Regions from separate parts of the Zea mays genome. Here regions 2 and 3 are each linked to region 1. Evidence: chromatin contacts called from public Hi-C data. All regions are on one chromosome and are shown on one strand. Each heading gives the region's core, a stretch centred on a gene start, on an enhancer-like site or on the middle of the called end of the contact. The rest is flanking DNA. Distances are from core to core; before and after follow the strand shown. Region 1 holds the start of LOC100193953. Region 2 holds the start of LOC100284576 (ENT domain containing protein). Region 3 holds the start of LOC103649016 (probable serine/threonine-protein kinase DDB_G0276461).

Evidence for each region. A called contact is a pair of places that touch in the nucleus more often than the background predicts.
Region 2: a Hi-C map of tassel shows a contact between it and region 1, with 1.9 times the contacts expected there. The contact joins the promoter of LOC100284576 here to the promoter of LOC100193953 in region 1. A contact is called at or near these places in 3 of 25 Hi-C or Micro-C datasets (ear, leaf and tassel).
Region 3: a Hi-C map of ear shows a contact between it and region 1, with 2.1 times the contacts expected there. The contact joins the promoter of LOC103649016 here to the promoter of LOC100193953 in region 1. A contact is called at or near these places in 4 of 25 Hi-C or Micro-C datasets (ear, endosperm, leaf and 1 more).

Annotation. Positions count from the first base shown.
Region 1 is chr2:158,217,218-158,221,516 of Zm-B73-REFERENCE-NAM-5.0, forward strand. LOC100193953 reads right to left here and starts at 2,267. Exons shown (of 8, transcript NM_001359358.1): 1 at 2,075-2,267; 2 at 1,305-1,437; 3 at 661-749; 4 at 451-573. The coding sequence starts at 2,161.
Region 2 is chr2:158,418,676-158,422,974 of Zm-B73-REFERENCE-NAM-5.0, forward strand. It overlaps LOC100284576 (ENT domain containing protein), which reads left to right and starts at 1,800. Exons shown (of 11, transcript NM_001157471.2): 1 at 1,800-1,996; 2 at 2,102-2,214. The coding sequence starts at 2,187.
Region 3 is chr2:158,351,182-158,355,480 of Zm-B73-REFERENCE-NAM-5.0, forward strand. LOC103649016 (probable serine/threonine-protein kinase DDB_G0276461) reads left to right here and starts at 1,763. Exons shown (of 8, transcript XM_020548429.2): 1 at 1,763-2,131; 2 at 2,283-2,879; 3 at 3,413-3,575; 4 at 3,659-3,709; 5 at 3,852-4,034; 6 at 4,163-4,268. The coding sequence starts at 2,407.

The DNA of each region.
Region 1 (4,299 bases), core at 1,017-3,516:
TTTTGTTCTAAGGCAATACCTTGATGCGTATTGTAGTTGTGGCAAACAATCCAATTTTTTGGACAGATCGATTAAGCAAGACGCCAATAATATGAAGGATTATTGCTCCAACTCAATATACTACCTTTTCTGCATACCGAACATAATGCATAAGAGGATCCATACTAGTTGCAGAGTTCCCATAAGGCTAATACCTGGCTAAAACAGGCTAAGATGAATGTGGGTACAAATAGTGGTGTAGTGTCTAAAACAGCTAGAACTGACTATAGCGGTACCTATAGCCAGAGATTTGTTACCTTGATCCATACAGGACTACACAGTTTTCTAGAGTAGGGACAAAAGAATTGGGCACACTACACAAGGAGCTTTCCCCCTTTTTTCTTTTTCGGAAAACATAAAGAAACAAAAGGATGATTTTTGCTTCTGTTAATGATCACGCAAGAGATAAACCTCATATTTCAGATAACCTTCGAGAACATCTAAAAGCAGTGGACCACTTTCAGCACTCCTGCTCCCTTCAGCTCCACTTTTGTTAGAGAAGTCTTTCAGTTCATTCTTCCAGAAGTCCTTGGGCTGATATACAAACAAAACAGGGGAACATTAATGGATGTTTGCTTCCCGAAATGCAAAAAAGAAATATTAGGAATGGTCACCAGTTACCAGGTTACACTCTGGCAAGTAAACTTTCATTGTGTGACTTAATTGCGCCCACTCCAAGTATTCGCAAACAAGTGCAGTTAGTAACCTACCTGCAAGCAACAGAAATCCTAGAATGTAAAAATATTCCATGTTATGTGCAGCTTGCAAAACACATTGGTAAACTTAGTACTGAAAATCATTTAAGGTCAGCATAACAACCCTAAACATTTGAGATATCCTTGATGGGACTTAAAAACAACATAGACAATTAAACATTAACAACTAAATACATTAAGGGAATGCTTCTTTGAGTTGTCACTGGTACAGAAGCATTCAAATCAAAAGACTCATGCTAGTCATCAATCAGGAGAAAAAAAATGAGTATCTTTCAGGTTTAGTCCTAAATTGCTTGCTCAAACATGTCAGAATTTCCAGCGATGAAAAGATTATCATGCAGTAGAATATCAACCTTTGTCCTTCTGGAATATTTCAGAACTGTAGTATAAATTTTTATAGGTCAATATATGTGTGTATATGCATAGCCAGCATTAGAGACAAGCTTTCTCTCTCCCTCTCTTTTGTTTTGATAGCGAACCAGAGACAAGCTTTGGCTTCTGCGGGCATATTTGAAACAACCGATTAGTCAGCACATTCGAAAGGCAAACCTGAAGGTGAAGCATGCAGTTGCTTAGCCCGGTCATTACAGCTACCAAGCAAAGCAGGATTACCGCCATCATCATTCTCCATCACCCGATCCTCCTCTTCAATGGCTTCAAACACGCTTGCTCTTAGCTCAGCCTAGTCATGCAGCCAGAAACATCATCAAGAAAGGTGGCGGAAGCAGAAGTATGTGGCCATTATAACTATGTATTTATCCATGTTACACACAATCTTTTACAGCCCCCGCCCCACAACACACACACAAGAGAGCACTAAGAAGTGTAAGTACAGTAGTCACAACACAACACGAAATTTCCAGTAACGCAGACGTGTTTGCTCCTACTGTGCCAAGAATGAGCACACCAATTGGTGATGACAACTAGACCAACAAAATAATACGAGGTAAGTCTTTGCTTCAGCAATGTGAGAGCAATCTCATATGCTCCAAACGAGTTTTACCAAAATGAGCACACGAATTGGTAATGGCGACTAGAACAACAAACTGGACGAACGTGGTGAAAAAACTTTTCTTGAGCAATGCGTGAGCATTCTTCCATATTCCTAAACAAGAACCTACCCAACAGCCAAGGCGCTCAGAATGTGCACATTAGAAATTGGGGGAAAACATATGCGCGCATTTGGGGAAGGAAATTGCGGAAGCGAAGGTGTAGATCCCCAAACGGGAGGGCGGGAAAAGCTAGATCCTGGGGTGTGGGTGAGGCACCGGATCAATGAAGGGATGTGGAAATGAAGGAAAGAAGTGGTAAGTACGAACCCTAATCTTGGCGAGAACGCCCTTCTTCTCGAGGGTGCGGGTGACGAGCGTCTTCAGCTCCATCATCTCCCGGGCGTAGTCGTCCATCCCCGTCCGAAATGAAGCCTGGGGATGGCGAGCGGGAGCGCGGAGGAGCGGAAGAGGGAGCAGGAGCAGGTAGTTCTCCTCAAACAGCGAGAGAGAGGAGGGTGAAGGAAGATGGAGGAGCTCGAATTCGAAGATGGACACGAACGCGAGAGGTTGGGGAACGGGTTACAGGCTAGAGGTTGACTGACAGGTGGGTCCGACAACAGTACCTCTATCATGCAATGGGCATATATAAAATTTCATGATATTTAACCACACATGTAAAATATATGTAAAATCAAAATTATAGTAGTATGAATTAATCTAACATTTATTATCAACAATAGTCTTACTCTAGAGAATTTATAATCAATTGTCACCTACATATGTAAATTTGATCTCTTAACTCTGTGTTTGACCATGGGCAACTGCAAGTATAGGTGTACATTTGGGCCGCCCGGCCCGGTCCAAACTTGAAAAGGCCCATATTGTTTGAATTCCAGGCTAGCCCACGGCTCGGCCCGTAATTGCTTAAACGTGCCGGGCTCATTTCGGGCGGTCCGAAATTATAAAAGCCCGAAATTCACATCAAAGCCCGAAATTCAAAACAAATTTAATAAAACAAATAAAAGATAAGACAAATAAATTTGACAAAAGCAAACTTAATATTTGTATTAAGTTACCAGAGTTATGCAATGACTACCTCGTTTACAAATCATTTTGTTAAAAAGAAAAAGAGTATAATCAGCTCTATATAAAGTTCGCAAGTTCAGTTCATTATCTAATGTTCATAACAAAAATAAAATTATATCACATACTCTAATTCAAAGCTACAAAAAACATCTAACTAACATTATCTCTAGCTTTGTGTTCTTTATCAAATACATAAAAGTGTGGAATGAAGTATGATTTTAATAAATATGGGCATTTTGTGCCTCTATATGGGCCATTTCGTGCCTGCTTTAAACGGGTCGTGCTCGTGCCCGCCCATGTATAGGTGTACATTCGGGTCGTCCGGCCCGGCCTGGCCCAAGCCCGAAAAGGCCCAGCACGTTTAATTTCGGGCCGGCCCAGCCCAGTATTAAATTCAGGTCGTGCTGTGCCAGCCCACGGGCCGACCCCTCGGCCCACGGCCCGGCCCGTATTCAGCTAAACGTGTCGGGCTTTAAACAGGCGGCCCAAAAATAGTAAAGGCTCGAAATACAAAATTGGCCCGAAATACACATTTGGGCCCGAAAAACAAAACCGAGCCCAGAATACATAATTGAGCCCAGAATACAGAATCGAGCCCGAAATACACAAAAGCCTAAAATTGGAAACATACAATCAAATATGATCAGCAAACCAACAAAATAGAAGACAAACAATTTTTGACCAAAACAAACTTAATATTATTAGAGCTGTGCAATGACTGCCTCATTAAAAAACCCTTTGGTCAGAAGGGAAAAAGATTGCAGTTGTATTAGCTGATGCATTGTCCAAAGTGATGGAAAATACCTTATCAGACAATCCAAAATCAGCAATAACAGCTTTAACACGATCTGCAATATTAGCCCCATTATGAAACATCAATCAACCTCATACCAATTACCCTCTTTTCCAAAACCCAATCAACATTAACATAATGAGCAACCACACTAATATAATCTTCCTTAGCATTTCCAGACCAAATATCAGAAGTAAGAGCAACACATGAAACACTAGATTTCAATACATCTATTAGTGAAGTACGACTTTCATTATAAAACTTTACAAAATCTCTAGTGGTTGTTTGTCTACAAACAACAGTAAACCTAGGATTATGAGCATGTTTTATGTAACGTTCAAATGCAGCAGTGGAACCAATACCTAGGGGAAGATCTAAAGTACATATCAATCGACACAACTCAGTACGAGCAATATCAGGATTATAGTCCCATGAACGAATAGAACCATCAGCATTAAACTGAATCAAAGATTGAGTCTTAGCAGCACGTTGAGCTTTAGATGCACAAGTACTACGACGTTGTTTCAAATGACCAGTACCAGCAGTTGAAGAAGCAGTAAGTTGAGATTTGCAGTAAAGGCATTTGGCGGCACACCTAACCTTCTTACCATTTATGTCCTTGAACAATTGCTCGAAATCATTCCATGCATCGGAGGTGCTCTTATGGCCACGC
Region 2 (4,299 bases), core at 550-3,049, 200 kb after region 1:
TAGTAACTCTTTAAATAATAACCAACTAAATATGTCATTACTCAAATAACTCTCTAAATGATGTTCCAAAATTTAGATATGCTCTTAAGACCGGTTCCAACATGACTCGATATTTGATCGCTAGCGTGGCGAACCAGGTGGTCACTATCGACCGAACCGGTCGTAGCGCCGGTCGGCGTCCGATTGGTTGGTTAGGCTGCTAACTGGGCGGTCCGAGCGATACCGACCACGTTGGAGATCACATGGTCTGTATCGATTGGTTGGTATCGACCGACGTGTTAGGGCCACGGTCGAAACCCACCGAACATGGTCGATACCACCCAACATTTGGACAGATGTCAACATCTCATTAGGCCATACAATTTCAAGCGTTTGAATTTGAAAAAAATACTGAACTCACACCCTATAAATAGAGGTCCTTATCTTCTTTGATCCATATTCATCTTTCCTCCTTTCACGTATATTCACCCACGTTCATACAGTTCCATCTCCATTTAGACATGAATTCGATGTGGAGTACCAACTACAATACCTTTTGCGTTCATCGATGAACCGGTTTCTATTGTATCACATGAGTTAATCTCGTAGCGAGTACAAGAACATCATGTGCTACAATAGAAACTAGTTCTTGAATGTAATCAGTTTCTATTGCACCACATGAGTTGATTTTGTTTTTTTGAATTTCATGAACGTTCCTTATTTTTTGCAGTATTGTTTTTTGGAATTAGTTATATATTCTTTTTACTGTTTTTTCTCGTTTACGATATTTGAATTAAAAATTATGTTTTATTGTACATCGAGTATGTAAAAATAAAAGCTGAGTGTCGTTGATATGGCTGTAGGATGATGGTATAGATTGTGCATTAAAAAGTTATGATCGATAATGATGTTATAATAGATACAACTCTTTGGAACCCGGGTTGAGGGTATCTAGAGTCATGAACCTTACGCACCGAGTTAGAGTAAACTATAGAGTAGGAAAAGAATAACGGTGAGCGTTTCCGGCCACGGTAAAATAGGGGCGGGCATGAAGAACGTCATTTACAAAGTGCCTATTCCTTTATTCTATATTGCTATGTGAGTCTTTGATTCCATATGGCAGCTAGTGGTGGTAATGGATCACAATCTAAATTCTTCTTCACAAAAAATTAGAACCCTTAATTAATTTTAGTTCAAAAACGAATAGGAATAGAGCTCGATTCTAATCTGACTCAATCCTTAAATTTTATAGTGTAAAATCTAGAGCCTATTACCACCTCTAATGGCTGCACCATGTGTCACTATGTGCAAAAAACGTGAGGAGGTAGTTATCCGGGAATGGAAGGGAATTGCAAAGAAATGATATAATATGGGGTAGTTGTTATAGGGCTGAGATATGGAGTAAATATGACTATGAGGGATTGTGGTATAAAGTAAAGAATTTCATTGGTAAGGATAAAATATTCTTTTTATGGTAAAAATTTAGAGTTGTTTAAGTCCGGACAATCTGATGCATTGAATGTGACGTGGCTGAATTTGATGGCTAAGATCATGTTCGGAAACAACCTAGTTTTTAAAATTTTAGTTCTTATTTTTAATTTTTAGAAAGTTGTTTATGAAAAAAACTAGTTTATAAAGTTTGAAACCACCTCAATTTTTATAAACTAGCTTTAGTTAGGAAATGCTAGCTTGCTGATTTTTAAGAAACTAGAAAACCAATTTTTATAAACTAAGATATAAATTAGTATGTTTATAACCACGTTAAATATCTTAAAAACTAAACGAGGCTTAAGATGCACGCGTGGACGGTGGGATCTTCCGGTGGTCCAGCGACGTTTGCAGGATGCACCCACATCACGGCTGTAAAATCCGCTGCAAGTCCGTCGATTGTTGTTTTATCTTTCCTCTTTCTCTATCGAAAACGGAGCGCCTGATACGATAGTAGCAGCACAGCTAGCTCTCCTCCCCAGAATCTCGCCGGATTCCGCCCCCCGCCGCGCCCTCGCTTCCGCCGCAGGTGAGCGCTCGCTGACCCTTCGTCGCCCGAGTGGCGGCCTTGGGGTGGCATCTCGAGCCCCGGCGTGGCGGAGGGAGCTTACCCCTGTTCGTTTGGCTCTTTCAGGTTCGCGTCTGTGCCCGCGCGTGTTGTACTACCGGCGGACGGCGGTGTTGGTGGTGGTTGGTGGAGTTGCCGACGACGGTAGGCTATGGACTACCGGCCCTCCGACAGCAGCGGTGAGTGCGGGGAGCTCGAGCCCTTGCCCGCCTCCTTGACTAGGGTTCTACTCCTATGGTTTCGCTTTCTTCAGCTCCTTACTAGCGAATGCCAATTCCTTGGCTGTGAATATGAGTGGGCTACAAGGTCGCGTCCTCAGTGTGGTTGGATGGATTTTGGGGGCTAGGGTTTGAACTTGCCTGACGGGAGGACTTTAGGGTTAGAGTTATCCGGAATTCACCTGTTTTGGGGAAATAGTCAAACGTCGTTGGATGTTGTGGTGAACTATTGCTTAGGAATATTGGTTTCTGCATTAGTGAATTGAGTTTCTCATGGTGGATTTGGGTGGTTTCTGTATAATTTTCAGTTTTTGGGATCACGAAAATACAAGCTGCCAAATAAAACTGCACGATTTCCTTCATATGGATTGAATTTGTCTGTTTCAACCTCATTTTTTTTCTGGACAGCTGGAGATTTAATGGGGTTTTGCTCTCTTGGTTCCCTTTGTTTCTGCAAAATTGAATTATGTATCCAATGGCGAACATTTGATATATGGGGCTCTTTGGAGCATGGCACTCTGGTTGTTCTCATGAGAAATTTGTGTCTGTACAATACCTGGCTTTGTGCACGCTGATAGTGTCTGCAGTTTATATGTTGCTGAAATGCCTATTCAGTTATGTTTCTGAAATTTAATTCGGTGTTGAATGGGTTTTATGGGCTTGACTCAATTAAGTCCCTGTTTGCTGTTTGGTATGGCTCTTGGGGGCGCCGGCTCCTCCTCCCGTTCACTGTAACGCAATTTTTGCTACTATAGCAAGCAGCTGTTTTGCTTACTGAGGCAAAAAATGAACTAGAAAGAAGAGCTGAATCCGTGCTACAGTATTCTTCTGTGGCAGAGCTGGAGCTGTGCCAAACAGCCCTTAAGGATTTACCACCTTAGTATTTGGGTTTGTAAAATGACAAATTTTTAGGTGCATTACTTCATTTAATATTTATTTTTTGATTAGCAGCCAAACCATGCTTGCATAATCTTTAGATGTCTATAACAACTTAAGCATTAGGGTCATAAATTTCATGCCCCGAGCTTAGAGCCTGATTCTTTAGCTTTCATGTTCTGGGACGAATGATAAGTGCCTGTCATGATGTCATCTCCAAATAGCCAATGTAATAAAGGGATTGCAGAGAAAATTGGTGAAGTACCTGAAGTTGCCAATCTGGTAACTGATAATATCTTGTTATATTGCTTATTGCTAGCCTGTTTGCTTGGCTTTAATCCGTACCGACTTCTACTGCTTCTACAGTGTTTTTGTCTCTATGGATTACAGCTGCAGCAGTCCAAACAGCTGGCTTTAATCCAATGTTTACAAGTCAGGCGACCAGCTGGTCGAGCTAGAGCAGCGACCAGGCGCCTAATCGCGATTAGAGCGACGATTAGGTCGACTAATCGGTCCTGGTCGACCTCTGGTCGTCCGTTAGTCGTCCTATAGATTTATGGACATATGTATATGTATATAACTATATAAGCACCACATTTCTGCAATAATATAGGCATAATTAGTAGCAGACTGGCAGTAATTCAGTAAAACTGTAAAACATCCATCCAAAGTCCAAAGTCCAAACTGAAAGTAATATAGGTACTGCAGGGTGACTGCTCAAACAAAGGTAATCTGAACTCAGGGTGACTGCTCAAACAGAGGTCTGCAGGTGCACCTTCAGGTGCTAGTGCTACCAGTGGTAATAGAAGGAAGGGAGACTGGGAGATAATCAGAGAAGGGAGACCAGGTGCTACCTTCAGATGACGAGCTCATCTTCAATTCTTGACTAGATGACAGACGCCGGAGCACTGGAGTACTGGACGCCGGTGGCAGACGCTGGACGGCTGGAGTACTTGGAGCAGAGACGTTGGCAGAAACCAGAGAGGACAGAGGAGAGGAGTAGGGTTTACTGGCGGCTGGGAGGGTTTCTGGCGGCTGATTTACTGCTGGAGGGGCGGGCTACTGTAGATGGGCAAAAAACTAGAGTGAAGCCCAGTACCAAAATTGCGACGACAAAAACGACCAGGAAGCTTTCGAACAGACGACTAATCGCCCAGGTCGACGACTAGT
Region 3 (4,299 bases), core at 513-3,012, 130 kb after region 1:
ACATCACATGAACAGGGTGCCAAAACCTCTCCGACTGCCACGACGGTATGTACTTAGGGCTCTAGCTCCTCTCTGCTAGACACGTTAGCACACTGCTACACCCCCCATTATACACCTGGACCCTCTCCTTACGCCTATAAAAGGAAGGTCCAGGGCTCTCGTACGAGAAGGTTGGCCGCGCGGGAGAACGGGCCGACGCATAAGGTTCCCGCTCACTCTCTCTCCCACGCGAACGCTTGTAACCCCCTACTGCAAGCGCACCCGACCTGGGCGCAGGGCAACACGAAGGCCGCGGGTTTCCCCTTTGCCTGTTTCTTTCCCCCTTCGTGCTCCGCCTCGCGCCGACCCATCTGGGCTGGGACACGCAGCGACAATTTACTCGTCGGTCCAGGGACCCCCCAGGGTCGAAACGCCGACACTTATATAGCTTGCCGGAGATAGCCTTAGATGGTCCAAATTTTAATGTCTATATAATCGTATGACTACGTAGTATTTCTTTCGTGATACATCTTTCTTCCTTTTCTTTTTAACTCTCTTATCATGTCACCAGAGCATTTTAAAGAGACTAATCAAATGACTCGTTAAGTCAAATTTTAGCTACTTAACAGTAAGATAACTCTCCAATAGACTAGCTATCCAACTCGTCAAGCCATCTAGCTCTCTAAATTGACCCCTCCCTAGCCAACTAAACTTGGCTAGTCACTCCGGCTAGACAAACTAACTTATATGTTGAAGAGTCCGTTAGAATAAGATGCTATATATAGAGTGTAATTTTTATAAATAGTTAAATAGAGAGTTCCTCGGAGATGTTCTATTCCAAGGTAACTTGACCCTGTTTAAAAAAAATCCTTTCACCATCTCTATTCATTCTCCCCACATTTCTCCCCCTATATATACTTTTTATTATATTTTACTACATTATTTTAAAAGATACTTCCCTACATATAGGACATCTTCAACCATTACCTCTATATTATAATTCAGTTATTTGCCATTTTTCATTAATTTTAAAGTTTTTAAAAATTATAGATTATTTTACTACCCTAATACACATTATTATCAGGTTATGATACTTAAATGGATTAATATCACAAAAATATAAATTAACTAAAGTGTGAGAAGAGATTAAAGGTTCCATATATAGAGGAGCAACCTTTCTCACCAATACGGGGTCTGATGTGGCCCGTGGGGATTGTTAGGCTATCCGCACTCATACTACCATATTTTTGTACCCTAAAAGAAATATTCCATCCTAGCCAACAAGGTTTTCTACTCTATCCAACAATTCTCTGCGGTCACAATTACTCTATATATCTACCCTATACCAACTACCATATATTATATTATATTTTCCCCACTTTTCTATACCGTCAGCAGCATGTATGTGTCTGTGCCCACCTCCACCACCGCCGTCTACAACATGCATGTATAGCCGCCCGCTCGATTTACCACAGGGGAGCCGGAGCGCTGTATTTAGCGTCGGAAGGGTAGGAGAGAGAGAGTTAAGTGAGGCATAGGGTCGTCCAGTGCAGCCTTCAGTTAACTGTAAAAAAAATTTAGTTGCTTTTCCAATCACCCATTACGGAGAGAAGGTTTTCCACTCCAAACGTCACCTTACGGTTTTGTTTTGACCATAATCCACATGCGTTGAGATATATTGGAGTGTAAATTAGTTTAAATTACATTTGAATTCATCTTAATACATGTGGTTCGTGGTCAAGGGCACCGTTGGAAAAGTCTGTGTCAACGGGAGATGAGGAAAGGGTATCCGCCGTGGATATAATTGGGTAAGCCAGAAGCCAAAGCACCAGAAGATATACAGGGGGAGGGGTTCCTTTCTTCTCCCACCGTCGCTGCCGCCAGCTGCCCAGCTGCGCCTCGTCGTCAGAGGGTTCCCTTTCCTGTTCGATGTGACGCAGCCCCCCGCTGCGCCCCGACGGCGGCGGCCTCACCGGCTGGCGATGGGCACGACAAACTGAGACCTCCCTTTCCACCCAAGTTCTCTTTCCTCCTTCTCTCTCTCTCTCCCTCTCTCTGCGGAAGGTGGCGGTGCTGCACTCTGTTGGTACAAGAGTCTGGAGTGCAGTGCAGATCCACCCGGCCGGACCTGGATCGATATCTCCGTTTGTTGGTAAGCAACCTTGACCTCTTTGGTTGAATTGCTCTGCGGTCTCGTTTTTGTTATTCGTGAGATCTTCTGTGATAGCATACAATCAAATCCGAATCTTTGGTGGCGCTGCTGAACAAGCCTACTCTAATTCATCCATGTATGATCCCGTCAGGTTCTTTCCATCGTGCAGGTTCAATAAAACCAATAAATTCTGGGGTTCAACTGAACCCCCAATCCGAGTATAACGGCCACTCTGTGCTGCAAGGTTTGTCTAAGATTTTCGTGCAATAACGGCCATGTGGAGGCTCAAGCAGTTCATCCCCAAGGAGCAGCCCAGCCCCAGCGGCCTCGAGGGTCGGACGGTCGATGTTGGCAATGTCAAGGTGCACGTCCGAGAGGCCATTGCTGAGGGTGGGTTCTCATCTGTCTATGCTGCTCGAGACCTGGTAAACCCAGCGAAGCAGTACGCCCTCAAGCGCGTGATTGTCCAGGACGAGGAGTCGCTGAACCTGGTCCAGAAGGAGATCACGGTGATGCGGTCGCTCAAGGGGCACCCTAATGTGGTCACACTGGTTGCACACGCCATACTGGACATGGGACGGATGAGGGAGGCACTGCTGCTCATGGAGTTCTGCGGGAAGTCACTGGTTTCTGTGTTGGAGGGCAGAGGAGCAGGTTACTTTGATGAGGAGAAGGTGGCGCTGATCTTCCGGGATGTTTGCAATGCTGTCTTTGCGATGCATTGCCAGACGCCACCTCTTGCTCACAGGTGAGTCCACTTTCCAGTCAAGCAGTACACAGTGTTTTTTATGCAGTTGATGCTTTTGTGGTTGCTTTTCCATGGAACTGTTTAACAGCGTTAATCTATCTATGTTTTATGTGAAAACAAAATAGATGCAAGTTTGCCTTTTATACTGATTGAACATAACATTGCATCTATGTCATACTCACAGCAATGTTATACTGGATCAATTAACGAAATGCCAAACTTGCAAGTCGAATGATGTAACATAGAAAAGCATGTTGAATCAGCTCATGTTTGCTCTATAGCTGGCATCTTGGTTTGCAAACTAATTGCTAATGCATGATACCTTTTCACATCCTTGGGTGTTGTTCTTGATCGTTTTCCTTGGTCTAAGGCATTCAGGACTATCTTTGTTCAGTTGTAGTTTGCAACAGATAATTCTGTGTTTTCTTTTTGTCCTTATTGTACTGTTTGAAGTTGTACCCTCAGGGAAACTGCTATGCCAAGTTTCATTTCAGATCTCTATGACAGAAAATATAATTCATTTGCATTTGCAGGGACCTAAAGGCAGAAAATGTTCTTGCTGCTGATGGGGCATGGAAACTATGCGATTTTGGTAGTGTATCGACAAATCATAAGTGCTTTGATAAACCTGAGGAGATGGGCATTGAAGAAGATAACATCAGGAAGCACACTACTCCTTCATATAGAGCTCCTGAGGTTTCTATTGATTTTTCATGTTTTGAGCCCTTTCTTAGCCTGTTCTACATATTTACTACTATATGCTTGTTTACTGATTGCAGATGTGGGACTTGTACAGTAGGGAGGTTATCAGTGAGAAAGTAGATATCTGGGTAAACCAACTCTGCAGCTATGATTTTGCACTCTGGTTTTATGCAAATGTTGCCTATCATATTATTGAATTGCAATTTTTTTGTACTGATTAAATACTAATAGTGCCATGAGTTAACATTAGTGTTTGTGATTTTTTTACAGGCTCTTGGGTGTCTCTTGTATAGAATTTGCTACTTCAAATCAGCATTTGATGGAGAATCAAAGCTCCAAATACTTAACGGGAACTATCGCATCCCAGAATTGCCGAAGTACAGTTCTTCTATTACAACACTTATCAAAGACATGCTTAATTCTTCTCCAGATGCCAGACCGGACATCACACAGGCAAGGGCTTTGCTTGATTGGCCATTCACTTCCATGAACTTAGGTTGGTCTTAATTAGTGCATACACCATGAAACGAACACATAAGAGATCTTCTGTTTCAATGTTGATGATAAATGTTCTGTTTTAGGTGTGGTTCCGTATTAATGAGTTACTTCCATTGGAGCTGCAAAAGGATTTACCTGATGGATCTCCATCTGGATCAGCATTTGAATCTCACACTGCCACTGATGAAGGTTTGCTTATTAGCATATTAGCTTTTGTGGA